Linked DNA regions of Zea mays: region 2 is linked to region 1. Evidence: chromatin contacts called from public Hi-C data. All regions are on one chromosome and are shown on one strand. Each heading gives the region's core, a stretch centred on a gene start, on an enhancer-like site or on the middle of the called end of the contact. The rest is flanking DNA. Distances are from core to core; before and after follow the strand shown. Region 1 holds the start of LOC100193143. Region 2 holds the start of LOC103650117 (bidirectional sugar transporter SWEET17).

Region 1 (3,779 bases), core at 300-2,799:
CCTTGACTACAGATCAAGGAACTTCTTTTATGTCAAAGGAGGTACATGAATTAGCTGAATTATATAGAATTAAGTTGCTTAATTCACCTCTATATTATGCTCAGGCCAATGGACAGACCGAGTCTAGTAATAGGACATCGATTAACTTGATAAAAAAGAAGATATCCGATAATCCTAAGCATTGTCATAAGATTTTGTCCGAAGCTTTATGGGCTCACAGAATATCTAAACATAGTGCTACTAAAGTATCTTCTTTTGAGCTTGTCTATGGGCAGGAAGCAGTGTTGCCTGTGGAAATAAGTTTGAATGCTGTCAGGTTCGCCAGACAAAATGATCTAACCGTCATTGATTATTATAATTCAATGACGGATAATATTGATGAGGTGACCGACAAGAGGGTGATAGCTTTAAGAGCAATAGAAAAGGACAAGATCATGGTAGCCAGGGCCTACAACAAGAAGGTTAAAGCAAAGTTATTTCAAGTAGGGGACCTGGTGTGAAAGACCATCCTGCCTCTAAGGAATAAAGACCGGAAGTTTGGGAAATGGTCGCCAAGCTGGAAGGGCCCTTATAAAGTAAAGCAGGTAATGTCTGGTAACACCTATTTACTATAAACATTACAAGGCAAGGATTTACCTAAGGCTTTGAATGGACGTTTCCTCAAACAGTACCATCCTAGTATGTGGCAAGATGCCTAAGAGAACCGATGTAATCACATGAGTTAGTTGCTTTTGGTTTGCTCAACTCCACCAAAAGGCAGGGGGCATATGTTGAGCACTAAAAGAGAGCACGGACGGTCCACGCAAGCGCAGAACAGATTAGGGTTCTGAGTTTTTTGCTATGTTTGTTGACGAGAATCTCGGGATAAGCTTGGAGCTTTGTTGGTAACGGGTCCAGCTCCCCTCCTCTATAAAGGCAGAGGAATACGACCGATTTAATCAATCAATCGAAACCTCAATCAATACAATTTACATTTATTCTTAGGAGTAGTTATAGTCTAGTTTTAGGTTAGTCTTCCAATCCCCAAATTCTTCACTTTTCTTCGACTATACGTCGATTAGAGGAGTCTAGGTTGGCCTGCCGAGCCTAGACATCACCTAGGATCTCTCCTCCCCGACGGGTCCCTCCATAGAGCGAGATCCAGGCGCCACCGGAGATCTTCTGCCGCCCCTAAGCTCGCGCGGACTATCCGGCCCCAGGGCACGGACCGTCCGGCCATCAGACAGAAAATCCTAGCCTCGCACTAGGCCGCGGACCGTCCGCCCCTGTGTCGAGAGCACCGCCACTGGTTCGTGTTGAGTGATTGAAGTCCGAAAAAGATATCAACATATATATTATAATTTAATTTATTACAAACTAACTCTTTTATTTTAGATATAAAAACAACTATAAAACAAATTTTCTACGCCACTGCAGTCTGCAGGTGACGGAGCCCCCTCCGCGCCCACAACTGCAGCAATCTGTATAAATACAGCGTCGGGCCGTCGGCTATTTCATACCGCCGAACCAAATCCAACGTCCGCAGAAACCAAACTCCCGTCGAGGAGGAGGCGTCGACTTCCCATAGTTTCCACTCCACTTCGATCCTATCGTATCCTCCCCAAACACTCCACCAAGAACCTTTTCCCCCTCCAATAATAGTCCAAGTTACTCGGAGGAATCCATGTGCGGCGGTGCAATCATCTTCGACTACATCCCGGCGCGGCGCCGGGTGTCCGCCGCTGACTTCTGGCCTGACTCCGAAGCCGACGCCGAGGACTCCGACTCGCACGCCCCTGACCCTGAGAGAGGTAAGCTCTAAGTCTAAGCTCCGTTTCCGTCTTGCTCAGTCTCTTCATTTTCTCCCGGCGAGCTCCGAGCCTCCGACTCCAAACGGTCAGTGGTGTGTGTGTGTGTGTGACTGACGCAGCTCCGCTGCCGACTGTCCCGTCCCGTGCAGTGCCGCGCCCGCGCGGGAAGGCGAAGCGTGGGCGCAAGAACCAGTACCGCGGCATCCGGCAGCGGCCGTGGGGCAAGTGGGCGGCAGAGATCCGCGACCCCGTGAAGGGCGTGCGCGTCTGGCTCGGCACCTACCCCACCGCCGAGGCCGCCGCGCGCGCGTACGACCGCGCTGCCAGGCGCATCAGGGGCGCCAAAGCCAAGGTCAACTTCCCCAACGACGCCTCCTCCTCCAGCGTCACCGCGCCGACGGCGGCATCTGGGGTGGCGGCACAGGCCCCGGCCGTTTTTCTCCCGGCGCCCAAGGTAGAGGCGCGCGCACAGGTGTCCGACGAGGTCAAGGAGCTGTCCGAGGAGCTAATGGCCTACGAGAACTACATGAACTTCCTCGGCGTCCCGTACATGGAGGGCGGGAATGCAGCTGTAAGTGCCACCACCGCTGCCGCTGCCGCTGCCGCCGTCCCCGAAGAAGCGCAGGTGCCGGCGCCAGCGCCAGCCGGGCTGTGGAGCTTCGAGGACTACTACTACCCGCCGTCACTGTCGCTCTTCACTGAATAATGAACGCGGTTTGCCGTGCCTGTGTTGTTATCTCTTTTGTATCTGTGGCTCGCGAGTTGAGGCATGTAAACAAGCTTTGCAGTTTTTTTTTTAACTCCGGTCTGTGCTTCTCAGCAGCTCGCTGCGGTGCAGAGGAATCTGTTTCATTCTGTTCGTGATTGAAACTAGTTTTACGGTTACAACGCGCAGATGGAGGATCGTCGGACACTCGGACCATTGTAACAAGGCTTGCATACCATTTGGAAGATTTTACCATACTGAATTGGCGACACGCATCCATGATTTGTTCCTTGCACTGGCCAGAACATTCCATCTTCTAGAGAGAAGAACAGAGAAACAGTCCAACCAGAACATGCGGCTACCCTTTCCGGACCGTAGGATCAGGACTCAACGGAAGATGCTGCGGAAGGCGCGACCACGGTACCCCTGCGCCGCCGTTTCGCAGCCCGTTGTTTTTGTGGCCGCGTCGGCGCGTCGTACTAGTATGTGGAACGCATGGTTGGTGCTTGGAGCAGGCGCGTCAGGCGTTTACCATGGGCCGCCGCAGGTTTTTGGGCCGGCGGCGCACGCCGTAAAGCAAAGGGGCGCGCATCCGCCCAACTACCCTCCGTGACTACTATAGATGGTCAAACGTCTGCACGACACTTACTAACGTCTAAGTATTGAACTAGTCATTATACTATAATCTCTAATCATATCATGTCGACACTGTACGATAATAATATCTAATAGTGCTTGTGTCCTTATAAACACTGTTTTCTTTAAAAGCTCAAAATATATAAAATCTTTAAGGTTATATATATATTTTTAAAACTTGAATATTTATACTATTATAAAATGAATTTATTATATTTAAAATCATAACAAGTAATAATTCACAATCACATTTATATACCACCGTTGGTCTAAGCCGTGCCTAATCGTGCAGTGCTCCTGCAAGCCCATCGTGTCGGGTGGTGACCCAAACACATCACTAGACCCGAATCGTGACGACACTGGCATTATATGAATAGTGTTTGTACCGTGCCGAAGCACTACGGATCATGTCATGCTTAATGCCCGTACCAAGAACTACAAGTAGACGCCAACTTGACATCTTTTGTCTGCAGCACCCATCCGCTGGACCTGCAGTCCATACACCGATTTCCTCTGTTTTCATATAACACATCCATGTAACAACACAATTGAAAACTTGAGCTTTATGTTATAAAAGGCCTAGTTAAAATAACATAAATATAATCCATATATGTACTACTTAACTATTTGTAAACCAAAATAACCTA
Region 2 (3,651 bases), core at 282-2,781, 480 kb after region 1:
CTACAAAGGATGTCAAGTATGTCAGAAGTTCGGTAATCTGCAGTTAGTCCCCACATCTAAACTACATCATATTATCAAACCTTGGCCCTTTAGGGGTTGGGGTTTGTACTTTGTAGGAGAAATTCATCCTTCGCCATCAAAGGGGCATCGATTTGTGTTGGTTGCCACAAATTACTTCACCAAATGGACTGAATCTGTTGCTCTGAAGAACATGACACATAAAGAGGTAATTGAGTTTATAACTGAGCATATCATTCATAGATTCGGCATTTCACAAACTTTGGCTATGGACCAGGAGACTTCTTTTATGTCAAATGTGGTACGTGAGTATGCTAAATTATATAAGATCAAATTGCTCAATTCCTCTCTATATTATGCCCAGGCCAATGGATAGCTGAGTCTAGTAACAGGACGTTGATTAGCCTTATAAATAAGAAGATATCTGATTATCCTAGGCATTGGCATAAGGTTTTGTCTAAGGCTCTATAGGCTCATAGAATATATAAACACCGTGCTACTAATGTCTCTCCTTTTGAGTTTGTTTATGGACAGGAAGTTGTTTTGCTTGTGAAGATAAGCCTAAATGCTATCAGGTTTTCCAGGCAGGACGTCTAGCTGTCGGAGATTATTATAATTTGATGATGGACAATATTGATGAAGTAACCGATAAGAGATTGGTGGCTCTAGGAGAGCTCGAGAAAGATAAGATTATGGTTGACAAAGCTTACAACAAGAAGGTCAAGGCTAAGTCATTCCAGGTTGCAGACCTGGTTTGGAAGACCGTCTTGCCACTAAGAAGCAGGGACCGAAACTTCGGCAAATGATCACCAAGCTAGGAAGGCCCTTATAGAAAAACACAAGTAATAGCTGGTAATGCCTACATGTTATAAACTTTGCAAGGTGAGGACATACCCAAGACGCTGAATGGTCGTTTCCTGAAGCAATATCATTCTAGTATGTGGCAAGATGCTTAGGAGAACCAATGTTGTCACATCGAGTTGTTTCCAGCCTGCACCAGTGCTTTTGATTTGCTGAACTTCCCAAAAATGCAGGGGGCATGTGTTGAGCACCATTTGTGATATTGGGCATGGCCGGACGGTCCAGTCCTGAGGCTCGAACAGTTCGGCCTGCGGACAGTCCGCCTATAGGCGTCGATAGTCCGTGATAGGATTAGATCAGACGAATTAAGCTCCTTTCTCCACGCGAGTTTAACCTCTAAACTTGTGGGAGTTGTTGGAGAACGCCTAGGAACGGGTCTAGACTTCCCCTAGGCCATAGAACGCCCGCACTGCCGTCGGTACACCTCGCAGTGATTGGTGTCCAGATCGACGGCAACAAACGCGTAAATAAAAAATCTTCAACAAATTTTGGTAGGCACGAGTAACGGTTTGCTCTTGCTAGCTATGCGGTATTACAATTTGTTTCAGTGCCCATTCTAAAAGAACCTGTATCGAAGTCAAGGGATAGAAGCCCAGTTTTCCGGCAGTGTAGCGTATATAGGTATTTATACGTTTTTTTCAGAAAATATCTTCATGTGTTACACGAGAGGCGGGGCCTGAGTCGTTCACATGTTCATGCATGCCACTGCAGTGCCTGTAAGAAGGGCAGGTAGGTTTGGGCGTAATCTATAATGGCACTGCACGCGGTCGGCCTCAGGCTGCTTGAAATATGCATTTCAGCGGTCCCTGGTGTCCTCTCTCCCGCTCAAGGGCAGTAGAGACAGCAGCTGAGCTGACTGGATCTCGATCTACCGCTTTGCTTCCGTTTTGAGCCGCCAGCTGTGTGGCCTCCTGTCTGTCTGCCTATCTTGAACCTCCATGGATTCCACACTCTTCATCATCGGCGTCATAGGTAAGCATGTGTATATATGTATAGTAAGGAGGATTAAAATCAGTAGCTTAGTTAGTATTATAATTGCTTTGTTACTATAGCCTTTAATCCAGCTGCTTCGCTTTCTCCTTTGTAGGCAACATCATCTCAGTTCTGGTCTTCATTTCTCCCATGTAAGAGTGTCTCGATATATACATAGTTTTCCTGCCGTCGTCGCTGCTAGCTATAGCTGCAAACTGAAAGCTACCATGCATATATAAATACACAGCAAGACGTTCTGGAGGATCGTGCGGAGCGGGTCGACGGAGGAGTTCGAGCCGGCGCCGTACGTGTTCACGCTGCTCAACGCGCTGCTGTGGCTCTACTACGGCGCCACCAAGCCTGACGGGCTCCTCGTTGCCACCGTCAATGGCTTTGGGGCTGCCATGGAGGCCATCTACGTCGTCCTCTTCATCGTCTACGCCGCCAATCATGCCACAAGGGTGAGGGATCATCATACATATTTCTCTCTCGGTTCTCCGGCCGTGCGTGTTAATTCATCAGTCCACGCACAATACCGTTGCTTTGCTTCCTAATAAGAATTGGCTGCTGTGTAGTCGATTCATAAGTGTTCCTTGAAGCACTCCGTGTTCTCATATGCTGTTATACATATTTGCATCCTCATTAACGGTTAGTTTGGAAATTTAAATCTGATCCTCTTCGAGATTCCTAGAGATTGAGGGATAAATATTAGTTTAATTTTTCACTCAATCCCCGAGAATCCACCAAAGAATTTAATTAAGTTTTCAAACTAGATCTAATTGTTCTGTTCTATTTTCCGGGACTTATTGAAGTTTGTCCTATGAATTCTATAAAATCACCTCACTTCACACGCTTATACTAGTTATTAGCTAATGAGACACATGAGATAGTGATTAGTGAAGGATCAACAATTCCGTTCCACCAAACAAAAAAAGTGTGAACCTCATTCCTTTATATATTAAGCCAAATACACTCTAATAAAATCAATGCTTTATTATTACCCGTTAGTGTTTTATTGTGTATTATACAGGTTAAGACGGCGAAGCTGGCAGCAGCGTTGGACATCGGTGGCTTTGGAGTAGTGTTTGTGGCCACCACGTTCGCCATTAACGAATTAAACATGAGAATCATGGTGATAGGGATGATATGTGCCTGCCTCAACGTACTCATGTACGGGTCACCCCTTGCTGCCATGGTAAGTTCTTTCCTCGCATATTTATATATATACTAAGGGCTAGTTTAGAAAAAAAACTCCATTTTTTCAAGTAATTTTCATTTTACTAAGAAAAATTATTTCATTTTCTCTTGAGAAAAGAGTAATCTCTGGAAAAAATTGAGTTTCCAAACTAACTCTAATTGATCATCAACCTCTTTTCTTACCTTTTTAACGAGGCTTTATTTGTTTGTTTGCCGTAACTAGATTTTGAGATGCTCCTTTTTATTTCATGTTCTCTTTATATATAGTTTGTACTCCCTTGAAACATCACGATGCTTTACAATGATGTCAGTTAAAATTAATTTGTGACCGGCTAAGTTCTTACTTTGCAAAAGTAAAACCCATAAATTTCACATACATAAGCACCAAACTGTTAATGAGCCAGCAAAGGTTTATTTGGACAGATATATATAAATGCGAAAAAAGGTCTTCGAGATATTTTTCTTCTAGCAATCCATTTGTGTCCGCAATTGATCGATGGCAAATTAATAATTGATGTTTATAATGGACAGCAGGCCGCTTGTGGGGCAATTATCTTTTGTGGTGTTGTCCCTTTCAAGATTATTTATTTGTTAAATAAGAAC

The links. Hi-C and Micro-C count contacts between places; a contact is called where the count stands out from the background.
Region 2: a Hi-C map of leaf shows a contact between it and region 1, with 4 times the contacts expected there. The contact joins the promoter of LOC103650117 here to the promoter of LOC100193143 in region 1. A contact is called at or near these places in 2 of 25 Hi-C or Micro-C datasets (ear and leaf).

What each region holds. Positions count from the first base shown.
Region 1 is chr3:56,850,206-56,853,984 of Zm-B73-REFERENCE-NAM-5.0, forward strand. It overlaps LOC100193143, which reads left to right and starts at 1,550. Exons shown (of 2, transcript NM_001138301.1): 1 at 1,550-1,790; 2 at 1,940-2,587. The coding sequence starts at 1,664. The coding sequence ends at 2,496.
Region 2 is chr3:57,333,914-57,337,564 of Zm-B73-REFERENCE-NAM-5.0, forward strand. It overlaps LOC103650117 (bidirectional sugar transporter SWEET17), which reads left to right and starts at 1,532. Exons shown (of 6, transcript XM_008675772.4): 1 at 1,532-1,851; 2 at 1,967-2,003; 3 at 2,099-2,312; 4 at 2,882-3,046. The coding sequence starts at 1,818.